3 separate regions of the Mus musculus genome follow, and regions 1 and 2 are each linked to region 3. The links are chromatin contacts, called in public HiChIP or PLAC-seq maps. All regions are on one chromosome and are shown on one strand. The core of a region is the stretch at or near the end of the contact, and the rest is flanking DNA. Distances in the headings are between cores, read along the strand shown.

Region 1 (4,349 bases), core at 1,128-3,627, 250 kb before region 3:
GATAGACCCGGGGTGTGAGTGTAGCTTGATGGCCTAGTACATCTATTGAGGTTACTTACAGAAAGTATGGCGGACCTAATGGCAGCTGCATCATGGAAAAGCCCAGGCGATGACTCACAAAAGCTGCATTCCCCAGAGCTCTCTGCACAACTTGCAGGCAACTCTCCTGGAGAGTCTCCTTCTCTAGCAATTCTTGACTGCCTTTATAAGCCTGAAGGGGGCACTTCTGAGTCTCTTGACTTTCTGACCTTCCGGAGCCCTGTGCTTTTCCTCAGTGTGTCTTACCTTTGATGAGCCTCTTTCCTCCGTCCAGGAGGGGGCGCTTCAGTCTAGAAAAAGCAGCTAGAAAACAGCCATGTTTCCAGCATGCCTATATAAATTCCAGTGTCCACTCCCTCTATGCTGACTATTTTATGGGAGGAGAGGTCAGCATGTGGGGGGTGGGGGTGGGGCAGTTAGTGTGTACGCATGAATGTATATGTCATATGACCACATGCAGAAACCAAAGAAGGACACCAAGTGTCTTCCTCCATCCCTCCCTGCCTTAATACCTTGTGACAGGGTCTCTAACTGAACTGGAAGCTGGCCATTTTGGCTAGGCTGACTAGCCATCGAGATAATGGGATCTCCCCATGTCTACCACTGAACAGTGGGGTCACAGGCAAGGGATGGTTAGTGTTTAATTGTCAGCTTGACAAAAATCTGGCTTCAGCCAGGATATGAGCCTCTGAGCATGCCTATGAGAGATTATCTTGATTACTTTCGTGTGGGAACGTCTGCCCACTGTGATTGAATGACACCATTCCCTGACTGGGATCTTAAAGTGTCTAAATGGAAGATGGAATTGAGTAGAGGCCATTCATTTTTTTCTCCTTCTTTTAACTGTATATATAATGTTACCAGCCACTTCAAGGTGCTGATGTCTTGATTTCTCCATTAAGGTGGACTATGGACAAAAATAAGCCCTTCTTCAAGCTTCTTTGGTTCGAGTGTGTTTTATCACAACAAACTTTATTTTAAAGTGTAATACAAGGAACGTGCAGCTATGTGTGATTTTTTTTAAGTTGGGGCTGGATTTTAATTCAGGTGCTTCTTTTGCTATGCAAGTGCTCTTAACCCACTGAACCAACTCCTAACTCCCAGCTCCCAGCTCCCAGCTCCCAGCTCCCAGCTCCCAGCTCCCAGCTCCCAGCTCCCAGCTCCCAGCTCCCAGCTCCCAGCTCCCAGCTCCCAGCTCCCAGCTCCCAGCTCCCAGCTCCCAGCTCCCAGCTCCCAGCTCCCAGCTCCCAGCTCCCAGCTCCCAGCTCCCAGCTCCCTCTGTACTTCTGTCTTTCTATGGGTGCATTTTGAAAACTACAGAGTCCTCGTGACAGATGAATAAAACAACCCTGCCATAGTAAGTCCTAATTTCTGGGTTCTCTAAACAGAAGCTCATACACACAGGGTTCCTGAACTCAGAAAGATTTACAGCATAGAGGCTTACCTTGGCTCCAAGGTCTGGAAGTTGAAGAATATGATCAAGGTCACTAAGGAAGAAAGAAGTGCAGTAGGCATGCACAGTGGGCATGCGTAGTAGGCCTGAACAGTAGGCATGTGCAGTGTGCTTACACATTAAGCATATGCAGTGGGCTCCTACAATAGGCATGTGAGGCAGGCACCCACAGAAGCAGCAAAGCAGGAGGGGCAGGCTTGCATTGCAATAACTAGATCCACCATAACTAACTCATTCTTATGAGAACATCACGGTGCTTAGGAGATGCCCCAAGATATAATCACCACTCCTCAAGGTTCTTACTTCCCAGTACTACCACAAAGGAGACAAATTCAACTTGAGCCTGGGAATATTAAAAAAAAAAAATGTCAGTGATGAACTGGTTTTGCAGATGAGTGTAAAGTCATGCTGGTAAGAGGAGAGAACTAGGGTTTCTGCATGTGATCACAGGGTCCCTACCAAAAAAAAAGGTGTCAGAAGAATACAACAATGGAGGTATGCAGAAGTTGGGGTGGCATGGTCCCATGGGTATAGGAGTGTCAGAAGGTCCAAAATAAGGTGCCACTGCTAAACCTCCAGGAGGGAAAAGCTGTGTTCCTGTGATCTAGGTCGAGTACCACCAACTTCCTGGCATAAGCTCATGAGAGCACCACTGTAGGTCACGTTTCCTACCAGGAGTGGGGTGTCCATGTTTCACACTCACAGAGCATCCCTGGACCCTAACAGAGTAGCTTAGGAAGAGTTGGTGGAGCCACAGGAGAACCAGGCTGTTGAGACAGTCCAGTGAGCTGGTGTGGGGCTTTCTTCCCAAACAGGCTTGTAGCCCTGTTCTCTTCCATGCTGACAGAGTGACTAGGGGAGGTGCAACAGGGGAAGAGGGAGAGGTTTCCCAAACAGTGGAGTAACTACCACATAGTGGCCTTCCAGAATAGCTAAGGGGTGGGGTGTGGAGAGCTCACCTAGTGGGACAGAAGTCCTTGCATTATGTTAATACACAAATGTTATGTAAATACACACGCCCAAGGGCAGAGCACCAAGAATGATCTGTTTTTACCCAATCGGCTTTTGCCTCCAGTACTATGCATGAGAGAGTATTTACTGGATGCTTGTGTATTCTAGGGGAGAGTTAGCCATACTTGAATAAGCAAAACAAACTCCTGACTTGGAGTGACCCTGAGTGTCATGGGGAGATTTGAGTCACCTGCGCCTGTCACAGGCTGAGTTCTTGATGGGGAAAGAGAGCCTAATTCTGGGTGCCCAGAATCCTCACATCACCCCTGAGGGATCTGCTTTTATTATCCCAATGTTTGGGTGGAGAAAACTGAGACCACCAAAGAATGGTCATTCATCATAACCTAGCCATACCCAGACAATTCAGAGAGACCTCACAGGATCCTGGCCTCCATTATGAGAACAAGCAGGGACAGGACAGCATGTTATACATGGGCAAACTGAGGTCTCAAGAAGTAAAGATGAATAAAACAACTGTGAAACAAGTTCATCAACTGTGAGCGAGACTTAAATCTTGTGACCTTGACCCTAGAAACAAAAAGAAAAGCAAGATGCTGGAGAGACACAAGGGATCATCTTTGGTGGGTCAGGGATGCAAAGATCATCTCTGTGGGCCAGGGTTGGTCCTCCTGGTGAGCTATGGGCATGTATTGGACTTCTTGCCTGTCCAGACAAGGACAGTGCTTGAAATTTAAGAAAGTGGAAGAGAAGTTTCTTCTTAAGGAAATGTCATTAGTCATAGTGATCAGAGACTAAGGGCTAGCAGCTTCCTTTCAAAGGGACATAGAAATATAGAGAAGGATTTCAGCAGATGAAGTATATCCTGTACACGGCTATGAATCTGACTTCAGTCCCCAGGGCCCACATTAAAAAAAAAAAGAAGAGTCTGGCGCTGTGTCTGTACACATACATGTGATGTCAGTGATGTGGAGTTGGGGTGTGGGGGAGAGACAGGCAGATCCCTAGAACTCACTGGCCACCTAGCCTAGCCCAATCAGTGAGCGCCAGGCCAAGCAGAGAACCTATCTCAAAACGCAAGGTGTACATCTCCTGATAAGATTGCTCAGGTCTCCATATAGACTGTGCTAAGGTTCTCTAAAGGGGCAGAGATGATAGAATGCATACAAACATTCATACATTTGTACTTACTAAAGGGGGATTTATTAAGGTGGCTTACAGGCTATGGATGAAGTATCCCAACAGTGGCTGTCTCCAGATGGACAGGGACCAAACATCTGGTAGTTGTTTGGTCCATGAGCCTGAGTGTCTCAGCAGTTGCAAGCTGATGCTGGAGTCCTGGAAGATTCCTAGATGACTGCCAGTCTTCAGTCTACACTGGAACCCCTAAGAAGCAGGTTCTAACACCAGGAAAGAGTATCCCAGCAGCAGGATAGACCTTGCCCATGAAGGCTAAGAGCAAACTCTTCTTTCTTCTGTGTGCTTTCATGTGGACTGTCAACCAGAAAGTGTAGTCCAGGTTTAGGGTGGGCCTTCCCATATCAAATTATCCAATCAAGAAAATTCCTCGTGGGCATGCCCAGCTGCTTGGGTTTTAGTTGATTCCAGATGTGGTCAAGTTGACAACCGAGATTAGCCATCACATGTGCACAGCCACAAGAGATGGTGAAGGGCTGCAAAATGTCTCACTCGAAATGGCTTACCGCTGTGTAAGCGTAAGGACCCAAGTTAGGACGGTCAGCTTCTATGTAAAAAGACAAATGGACTCTGATAAGTCACACACATTCAGTGGGCTTGGATGAGTCTGGGAGGCTTCTTTCTTATTGCCTCAGGGGACAGATATTCCTGTGTGGGTGTCTTCAGAGAACTCACCCTGAAATTCACATCT
Region 2 (4,470 bases), core at 1,389-3,888, 210 kb before region 3:
CCTTGGTCACTCTAGGCAAAGGCCCTAGGCAGGCAAACATCATCTGGTACCAAGGTACACACCAGCACACTCACGCTGCACACAGGCAGCCACAGGCACGTGCACACACACACACACAAGCACAGGCACGCACACGTGCGCCCGCAGCAGGGAGAAGAAATCAGCAGGCTTCATAGATGTCTATAGGGCGACAGACAGACACAGGCAGACTGGCAAAGGCTCAAATACAAGCTAAGGCCTCTGAGCCTCAAGGCCATGTTTATACAAAAGTCATACAAATGTGACATCTACAAGTTAGAGTCGTTTATAGCTTACAGAACTATTTCCTTTTGAGTTCCCCAGAATATGGTAACAACGTGTGTGTGAGTGTGTGTGTGTGTCTCATAGCCCCCTGGGTATCTGGTGTTATCCATCTTGGTCCATTCTGGTTATCCATAAACTGGCCCATATGGCTCTCTGTTCCCAATACAGAATCTTCCACTGCCCTACAACTCACTAAATGGAGAAGGGTGACTGACCACTGAGTCCCAGGGATCTGCCTGTCTTTGTCTCTCCAGTACTAGGATTGCAAATGTGCACCCCAGCTCTGTTTTTCTTGTTACTTATGATGAAAAGCTCTGATATATTAGATAGATAGGTACATAGATAAGTAGATAGAACATATATATATATATATGTATATATACACATGTGTGTATATATACATATATATATATGTATATACATATGTGCATATATATATTTTTTTTCTATTCTAGGGATTGGACCTGGGTCCTGAACATAATGGGAAAGTAATCTGTTGCTGATCTACACATTCCACCCCAGTGTTTGGTTTTGTTTGTTTGTTTGTTTTTGATACAGGAAGATCTCTAATAGGGTAGCCTGGGCTAGTTAGAACTTACTATCAGTTTCAATCTCTTGAGTTCTGGGATTGCACAAGTGTACCAACATGCCTAGATACACTGATAATTTTTTCATGTTATCTTCACAATGCGTATGCTTATGCACGTGTGTGCCCTGTGGTATAACCCCACTGGCATAAGGTGGCACAAGCATAGTAGTTAGAAGAAGAAAATCTTATAAATTGTATAAACTTTTGGTGAGTTGGGAATCTAACTCTTGGCTTCATGCATGCTAGACAAACATTGTAGTAACCGAGCTGTATTCCCAGCCCCTCTTTGGTTTTTATATAAGAACTTGACAAAGTGAACTGTCTTAGCCTTAGAGGGGAAAAAACTGTAGAATATAAACATCTGTAACCAAGTAAAAACTATTCCATTCAATGTTCAGTCTGTCCTCTCCTCAAGAATGGTGAAGCATGTTTGCTTGCCTCTTTCCCAATACACATGCACACACACACACACACACACACACACACCACACAACCCACTGCATTGTCAACAGCCCTGTCCAGCTAAGACATCAGACAGACATCTGTCCAGCTTAGAGCACCACACCTACCTCCCTCTTAGGCTCTACCCACATCCTTTTTGTCTCCTTCCCTGATCAAAATATGGCCCCTCGGGATAGTGAAAGCTGTTGTCTTATCCCTACAAGAGTGTTTCTATATTCCATAGTGTGCCAAGCCCTCTTTCAAGACCCAGTTCAGGAATGGTAGAATGGCTCATCTGATGGCTAGTTTTATGTCAGCTTGGCACACGCTGGAGTCATCTGAGAAAAAAAGAATCTCAACTGAGAAAATGACTCCCTAAGATCTGGCTGTAGGCAAACCTGTAGCTCAATTTTTAAATTATGGGTCCAGTCTACTGTGGGTGGGGTCATCTCTCCAATGATGGTTCTGGGTTCTATAAGAAAACAGGCTGAGTGAGTTATGGGGAACAAGCCAGTAAGTAGCACCTCTCCACGACCTCTGCATCAGCTCCTGCCTCCAGATTCTTGTTCTGAGTTCCTGCCTTGGCTTCCCTCAATGGACTGTGACTCATGATCTTTAAGCCAAATAAATCCTTCCCTCCCCCAAGCCACTTTTGGTCATGGATGAATCTTCTTCTTCTTCTTCTTCTTCTTCTTCTTCTTCTTCTTCTTCTTCTTCTTCTTCTTCTTCTTCTTCTTCTTCTTCGTCTTCTTCTCCTTCTTCTTTCTTCTTCTTCCCCCTCCTCCTCTGCATCCTCTCTCCCTCTTCCATTTTCTCCTTCTTTCTCCCCTTCTGCTCCACCTTCTCTTTTATCTGCCCAATCATCAGCTTTCCTTTATTTTACAAATTAAGGTGGGAAGCAGGTTTACAGGAAATCACCTGAGTGCTGACTCATTCCTTGTTCGAAACCCCTCACAGGAGAACAGATTTAACATCAAATATAATTAGCCCCAGGGCTATCCACAACAACTGGCAAGCTGGAGAACCAGGACAGCAGCTGGTGTGAATTCTATCCTTGTCTAAATGTATAAGAACAGAGAGAGACAACACTGTCTCTCCAGCACAAAGGCAGTGGGCTCAAGACCCAGGAAAACTAGCATCTGAGTCCAGTCAAGAAGACCAGTGTTGGGCCAAGGCAGTCAGGCCATGTCCCATTGTTCAGACTCCATTCTCTTGAGACCTTTGGCTGATTGGATGAGGTCCACCCACACTGAGAACTCAGTTGCTCTGTCCAACTCCCTGGTTCAAAGGCGGGTCACCCACTCAGACACGCCTAATGTGTGCAGGCACTCTGTGACCCAGTCAGTCTCGTCACACTCGATCCTAAGCCATCTCTGTCTGGAGAGCTGCCACACTTGGCAGAATGGCACACAGCTTGAGTGACAGCCATGTATTCCCACTTTTCTCCATGTACTTATCCTTGATCACAAGGCCCAGTACACAGCTACCCTTCTGTTTGTTCCCTTTCCAAAACAGGTGGCCCACAAATACACAAGTCTCTGGATAAGCAGGGGCCCAGCAGCCTTTCCCCAAACAGATCCTGATGGCAAAAGATATAATGGAGTGACAAGCATGCATGAAAAGCCTGTCACCAAGCTAGGGACAGGAGAGTAGAGAAGAGACCTTAGAGAGCTCAGATACCCACCAGGCCTTCCTCCTCCATAGACATCCCTGCCTCTGCCTTAGTTTCAAAGGGTAAAAAATAACCCAATCAATCAAGTCCACCACAGTTGAGAATTCAAGGTGGGAGGAACTTGAATCTACTGGTCAAGTCACCCCCACAGTCAAGAACTGAGAGCAACAAGTGAGTGAGTGAGTGAATGAATGAATGAATGAATGCTACAGCTCAGCTCATAATCTCCATTTTTATATAGTTCTTTATACCCAACCCAGAGAGATGGTTCCACTCTCAGTGAGGGGGTCTTCTCTCAGCAATGAGTATAAGATACTCCTTCATAGTTGTTCTCAGAGGCCCATCTCCCAGGTGATTGTAGACTATGTCAGGCTGACAGCTAACACAAACCATCATAGCCTCCTTCCCCAACTGGACAGTGCCTGTGGCACATGAGCAGGGATGCCGTTGCTCAGATCCATCAGCAGGTGGCCTAAATCTGGACCCCCACCAGCACCATCCACAAAGACAAGATATGCCATTTATAGGACCAGGACAATGATCGCCCTCATTTCAGCCTGATGATGGCCCCTCTCCACACAGCACACTTAATGCAGCATTAGCACTGTTCAGAGGCAGATAAAAATAGTGTTGGATCAAAGAGGTAGTTTCCTCATTCTGTCTCTGAAGACAGATCAGTGGGCCGGGTGCATGTGGGCAAATCCAATTTTTCCCCCTTCTTGGCAGGAGCCTCTACATATTCTCTCCATGAGTACAGAGAAGCCTGCCAATGTTGACATCCGAGGCTGAGATCATAGGCTCCACTTTAGCTGCGAGTCAACCCACTCCCAGCCTGCTAGGTCTGTGCTCGCGTTTTACAGACAGGGAAGCTAAGCTCAGACAGCAGCAGCTGCTGCGGAATAGTTCACCGGCTGCAGATTGATACCGATGACAATTGACTATCAGCCCTGTGACCTGCAACTCTGCAGATTGTGACACCATCTCCATTCTGTAAGTGGGGAAAACCATGGCTGGGAGGGGCCTTTCCATTCCAGCAGGGATCCGTGACAGCTGTGAGTCCAGCCACCCTGTCTTAGTCAGTGTTCTATTGCTGTGAAGAGACACCATGATCATGGCAACTCTCACTGAGGGAAGCATTTCATTGGGACTAGATTACAGTTTCAGAGGTTTGGTCCATCATCAGCCTGGTGGCAAGCAAACAGACATGATGTGAGAGAGGGAGCTGAGAGTTCTACATCCAGATCTGCAAGAAGAGAGACTCTGGGACTGGTGTAGGCTTTTGAAACCCCATAACCCGCCCTACAGTGACATGATTCCTCCAATAAGGCCAAGGCTTCTAATCTCATTAGCACCATTTCCTAATGACCAAACATTCAAATAAATTAACCTATGGGGGCCATTCCTATTAAAACTACCACCACCTCTCTCTCTCTCTCTCTCTCTCTCTCTCTCTCTCTCTCTCTCT
Region 3 (4,377 bases), core at 1,345-3,844:
TCACCCATTGGATGGACCATCTGACCAGCAAGCCCCAGAGATCCTCCTGTCTCTGCCGCACACCCAGTGCTGGGGCTCCCGGCATGTGGCACTATGCCCTACTTTTCTTTGGAGACTGGAACTGGACCTTCTTGTGTGTGTGTCATGAGATTTACCCACTGGGCCATCTTGCCAGTCTTCTCACTGGGCTTTGGGTTAGCAGTCCTCTTATACACACTTCTGGTGAGCATCTTATATGCTTCTTAGCCATTTGTATATCTTTGGAGAAATGTCTATTCAGCTTCTTTACCATTTTTCAATGGGTTGTTGGTGTTTTATTAAGTCATAAGAGTTCTTTATATATGATGGATATCTGAATATCGATTTATTACCGAATACAACATTTGCAAATACTTTCTCCTATTCAGCATGGATTGTCTTTTCACTCTGTTGATGACTTAGCCTTACAAAAGTTTTTAATTGCAATGAAGCCTAGTTTGTCTCCTTTGCCTTTCTAAGAAATCATCACCAAGTCCAACCTAATAAACTTCCCCCAGTGTTGATTTATGTTTGGGCTCTTCAATGATCCTTCTAGCATTGGTTTTGATATGTAAAGGAAGACAAAATTCCAAGGACTCATGGTAAAGGCTAAGCACTTGCCTAGCCTATACCAGGCCCTGGCTCCAAGCCCCAATCCTACAAGGTGAGTTGAGGTGATATCTTAGGGTATAATTAGGGTTTCTACATCTGTGAAGAGACACCATGACCACAGCACCTCTAACTGGGACTGGCTTATAGTTTGAGAGAGTTAGTTTATTATCATAATGGCGGGAAACATGGCAGCACGCAGGCAGACATGGTGCTGAAGAAGGAGCTGAGAGTTCTACATTTTATCCACAAGTGACAGGAGGAAACTCCCCCACTAGGCCTCAAAGCCAGCATCCACAGTGGCACACTTCCTCCAACAAGGCCACACTTTCTAATAGTGCCACCTACTATGGGCCAAGCATTTAAACACATGAGTCTATGGGGGCCGTTCCTATTCAAAAACGTCGCAGGCAAACTTCAGATTTATTCTGTAGGAAATGGTTGCCTAGGTCTCCATCTCTTTCCCTAAGAATGGCCTTAACATCTTTTGTTAAATCATTGTTGGGGGGGGGGGTACAGTTTGTGTGTGTGAGTGAGTGTGTGTGTCTGTCTATCTCTGTGCCAGTATCACAGGGTTTTGATTACCACCGTTTTCTAGTTAAGTTTTGGCACATACGTCCTTTAACTTTGCTCTTTATGACATACTGTGGTTATTTGAGATGTCTTCCATGAGACTCAGATGAGCTCCACATACACAGAAAGCAGTTTGTAGTTACGAGCGGTATAAACCTCTGCCGATCCGATCCGTAGATCTGGTTAGGTTTTCTAGTCCCTCAGCACTAGCTGCTGCTTCTGTCCGTGCCAGTCTTCACGTCTGTCTGTCTCTCGTGGACTACAGCTCTCGGTATACAAATCTTCCAGCTCCTTGGTTACGCTTACTCTTGACGCGGCTGTAAACGTCGTCACTTTGTTCATTTCCTCCTCAGGTTGTTTATTGCTTGTATGTAAAACCGACTTTTAAATTTATATCCTACGACATTGCCGAGTCCGTCGGTTGTAGTTCTCTCTCCGCTCCCGTTGTTTGGGGGCTTCTGTATATAAAACAGTTCCTCTGCAGACATAACTTGACTTGTCTCTTCTTGTTTGTATGGCTTTTATTTCCTTTTCTTGCCTATTTCTGGGATTATGTCGACTGGAGTGGGCAAGTGGGTGTCCTTGTTTTGTTTCTGATGCCCCAGAGCCCTTTCCCGGCAGCTTCCCCTCTCCCTACCTGGCTCTTAACAGTCCCACAAGCCAATTCACGGGCACGCAGAGGGCTTAACTTCTCATACTGGTGGCCTGAGCCCACCCTCATGTCTTTGTCTTGCTTGTCATCTCCAAAGCCTTAGAGACCTGGTTTATCAGGGAGCCCCGTGCAGGGTGGCCAAGGGCTGGAGAGGCTTCTGAGTCCTGGGCTGCTGACCCGGATACCACAGGGTCTCTAACCCAGCCAACTGCACCGCTCACAGCAGTTCCAGGGCAGTCAGGAGTCAGTACAGAGCCCTTTACACACTCAACAGCAGGCCACTCCCGTGTGGTGTGTGTGTGTGTGTGTGTGTGTGTGTGTGTGTATGTGTGTGTGTGTGTGTGTGTGTGTGTGTGTGTGTGTGTGTGTATGCGCGCGTGTGCGTGCGTCTGTCTGTGTCTTTGTGTTGGCTAGTTAGTTCTTGTTTCCTTTAAAGTGTCAGGCCAAGGCTGGTCCCAATACAAACAGGGTATATGTCAGGGAAGGGAATCTGACACTTAACTGGTGCCTGCTTTGGGCTGCTCTGGTCTTTCTGCACACACCCAGAGGCTGAGACCTTAGAAGACATGAACCTTGGGGTGCAGCTCTCCCAGTTTCTGTTCTCCAGCTCTTTCTCTGCCGCTCTGACCACCCAGGGCTTCCCTCCCCCACGCCCACTCCCCACTCACCCAGTGCTTGCTGAAGACAGTCCCTGCCAGTAATTTGCTCTCGGCTCTAGGGAGTGGCTTTGGGATGGTTGGCCAGTAGGCTTCATGCCAAGCCTCACCTCAGAGGCTTAGATGAGGCCTCATTCTGCCCAGGCCCCATGGGGCCAGACTAGTAGAGAAACAAAGCAGGAAAGAAAAACAGCACAGCTAGGCCTGGTGTGTGCAGGACCCTGAAGCAGGCCCTGGCAAAGAGCAGTGCTCCCTTCTAAGACAGGTGTGGGGTGGGGCCCTGGCGTGTGTAGCCTGTGCTGGCTTCAGAGTAGCATGGTGAGGTGTGTGCTGTGGTGTGTGTCTGCAGTGCTGGGGTGGGCCCCCGTGGAGGCTGTACAGAGGGGTGCGGCTGCAGCTGCACCAAAGACTCCAGGTGCTCCCCTGGGTGAGAGTGATCTGTAGGGCCCTTCTTTTTAAAGAAGAGAGAGAAGCAGGGATTGGGGGGAGGACATTTGCAAATATGCTCGCTGTGCAGGCAGGGGAGAGAGAAGAGCTCCACAGAGTTGCCCTTTGCCCTCTATACAGGCACCATGACATGCACACACACACCATACACAAATGCACACCATAATAGCCGTATAGATTTAGTTAAAATGAAAAATGACATGAGCTTTAGTGATGGCCCAGTGGCAGAGCTGGGACCTGCCTTCCAGAGCCCCGGAGGGCCGGCAGGGCCAAGGTTGAGGCGTCCTCTCCGAAAAGGGCCAAGTGACCTCAGTGTCACCTATACCCAATCCAGGGTGCAAAAGGGTCTGTGTGTTCCCAGAGGCACCCTTTGCACTTGAGACAGATCTGAGGACTGCAGGGACAGGCCTCCGCCCTGAAGCATAAGAAGACAAAGCCAGTGGCAGACATAGTGGGGCCATATGGCTACAGCATGGCACGGGAACCCTGAGCTGCAGCTCTGTGCTCTTGCTGCGTGAGATGGGCACTGGGTGCCTCACATTCTGCAATCCGGGACTTGTGGTGCCCTGCTCCGTGAGCAGATTCCCCCCATCTCCAGATCTCATGCATCTCTGCTTAGCCCAGGGACTCAGGTCTCACAATGTAGGGTGCACACACAGCTCAGCCTCTCTGCCTTCCACCTCCTTACTACCAGGAAGCATGGGAACACTGTAGCTGGGTATGTCCCCCATCACAGGAGGAGCAGTAGTGACAGGGATAGATGAAGGGCCAGGTCACAACTCCCAGCTGCAAGCTGCCCACAGTGTCACCTCCTCTCTCAGGCTTCTCCTGAGTCAAGTCTTGTTTCCACTGGGAGCCCGGTCAGCTGACACCACACCACATGCTCCTCCCACTGCCCTTCTGAGTCACTCCCCCCATGTCAGGGGCTGAGCCTTTAGCCCTTTGCATCCCAGTCTGGGGTCTAGTCCCTCCCCCCACTTCCCTCCCCCATACCTGATGGAATAGCTAGGCCCCATTTGCTGCTGTTGCATATGAAAACAACTGTGTGTCTCAATCTACCCATTCAACTCTTAGCCTCCCCGAGCCGTTGAGGGCCCCAGCATCCTACCCAAAGTGAACTCTCACAGCTACTCCCAAGAAGTGTGGTCCCTGGCTTCTCGACCCTGGCGGGTGTGGTTGTGCCCACGCCTGACAGAAGTATCCAGAGGACAGATGAGCCAGAAGCTTAGAGCGTTCCTGACATTTCAGAAGCCTCGCTGCTCCCAGCCAGAGCAGGTCAAAGCCGTGGGGGTCTAGAGCCAGCCAAGCCTGTGCCTGTCCAGGCCAGCCTGGATGATTCTCTGGCTCCCCTTGGCCTGTCCTAGTTCAGTAGGAGGGCCTGGGGCGCTGGCTGGGCTAAGTCCCTATTGTGCTTGCCCTACC

Evidence for each region. HiChIP or PLAC-seq counts read pairs in DNA pulled down with a chosen protein or histone mark.
Region 1: a contact with region 3 is called in an H3K27ac HiChIP or PLAC-seq map of embryonic stem cells, with 8 read pairs. The contact joins two enhancer-like sites. A contact is called at or near these places in 1 of 15 datasets of contacts at CTCF or cohesin (the NIH/3T3 cell line), 12 of 484 Hi-C or Micro-C datasets (B cells, the G1E-ER4 cell line, bone marrow-derived macrophages and 7 more) and 14 of 115 datasets of contacts at active chromatin or transcription factors (bone marrow-derived macrophages, double positive thymocytes, embryonic forebrain and 7 more).
Region 2: an H3K27ac HiChIP or PLAC-seq map of embryonic stem cells shows a contact between it and region 3, with 5 read pairs. The contact joins two enhancer-like sites. A contact is called at or near these places in 6 of 115 datasets of contacts at active chromatin or transcription factors (embryonic hindbrain, embryonic midbrain, embryonic stem cells and 1 more).

What each region holds. Positions count from the first base shown.
Region 1 is chr1:35,839,379-35,843,727 of GRCm38.p6, forward strand. No RefSeq gene overlaps it. Among named protein-coding and RNA genes, the nearest start is that of 1110002O04Rik, 28 kb to the right of the region's middle. Within about 2 kb of position 2,378, at least 9 of the 459 cell types and tissues checked have an H3K27ac peak or open chromatin away from gene starts, as enhancers often do. A contact at or near this core is called in the G1E-ER4 cell line, embryonic stem cells and induced pluripotent stem cells, where this site is marked.
Region 2 is chr1:35,875,978-35,880,447 of GRCm38.p6, forward strand. It overlaps 1110002O04Rik (a long non-coding RNA gene), which reads left to right. Exons shown (of 4, transcript XR_373312.4): 2 at 3,732-3,995. Among named protein-coding and RNA genes, the nearest start is that of 1110002O04Rik, 8.3 kb to the left of the region's middle. Within about 2 kb of position 2,639, at least 73 of the 459 cell types and tissues checked have an H3K27ac peak or open chromatin away from gene starts, as enhancers often do. A contact at or near this core is called in embryonic stem cells, where this site is marked.
Region 3 is chr1:36,085,852-36,090,228 of GRCm38.p6, forward strand. All of the region lies in intron 1 of Hs6st1 (heparan sulfate 6-O-sulfotransferase 1), which reads left to right. Among named protein-coding and RNA genes, the nearest start is that of Hs6st1, 20 kb to the left of the region's middle. Within about 2 kb of position 2,595, at least 126 of the 459 cell types and tissues checked have an H3K27ac peak or open chromatin away from gene starts, as enhancers often do. A contact at or near this core is called in the G1E-ER4 cell line, embryonic stem cells and induced pluripotent stem cells, where this site is marked.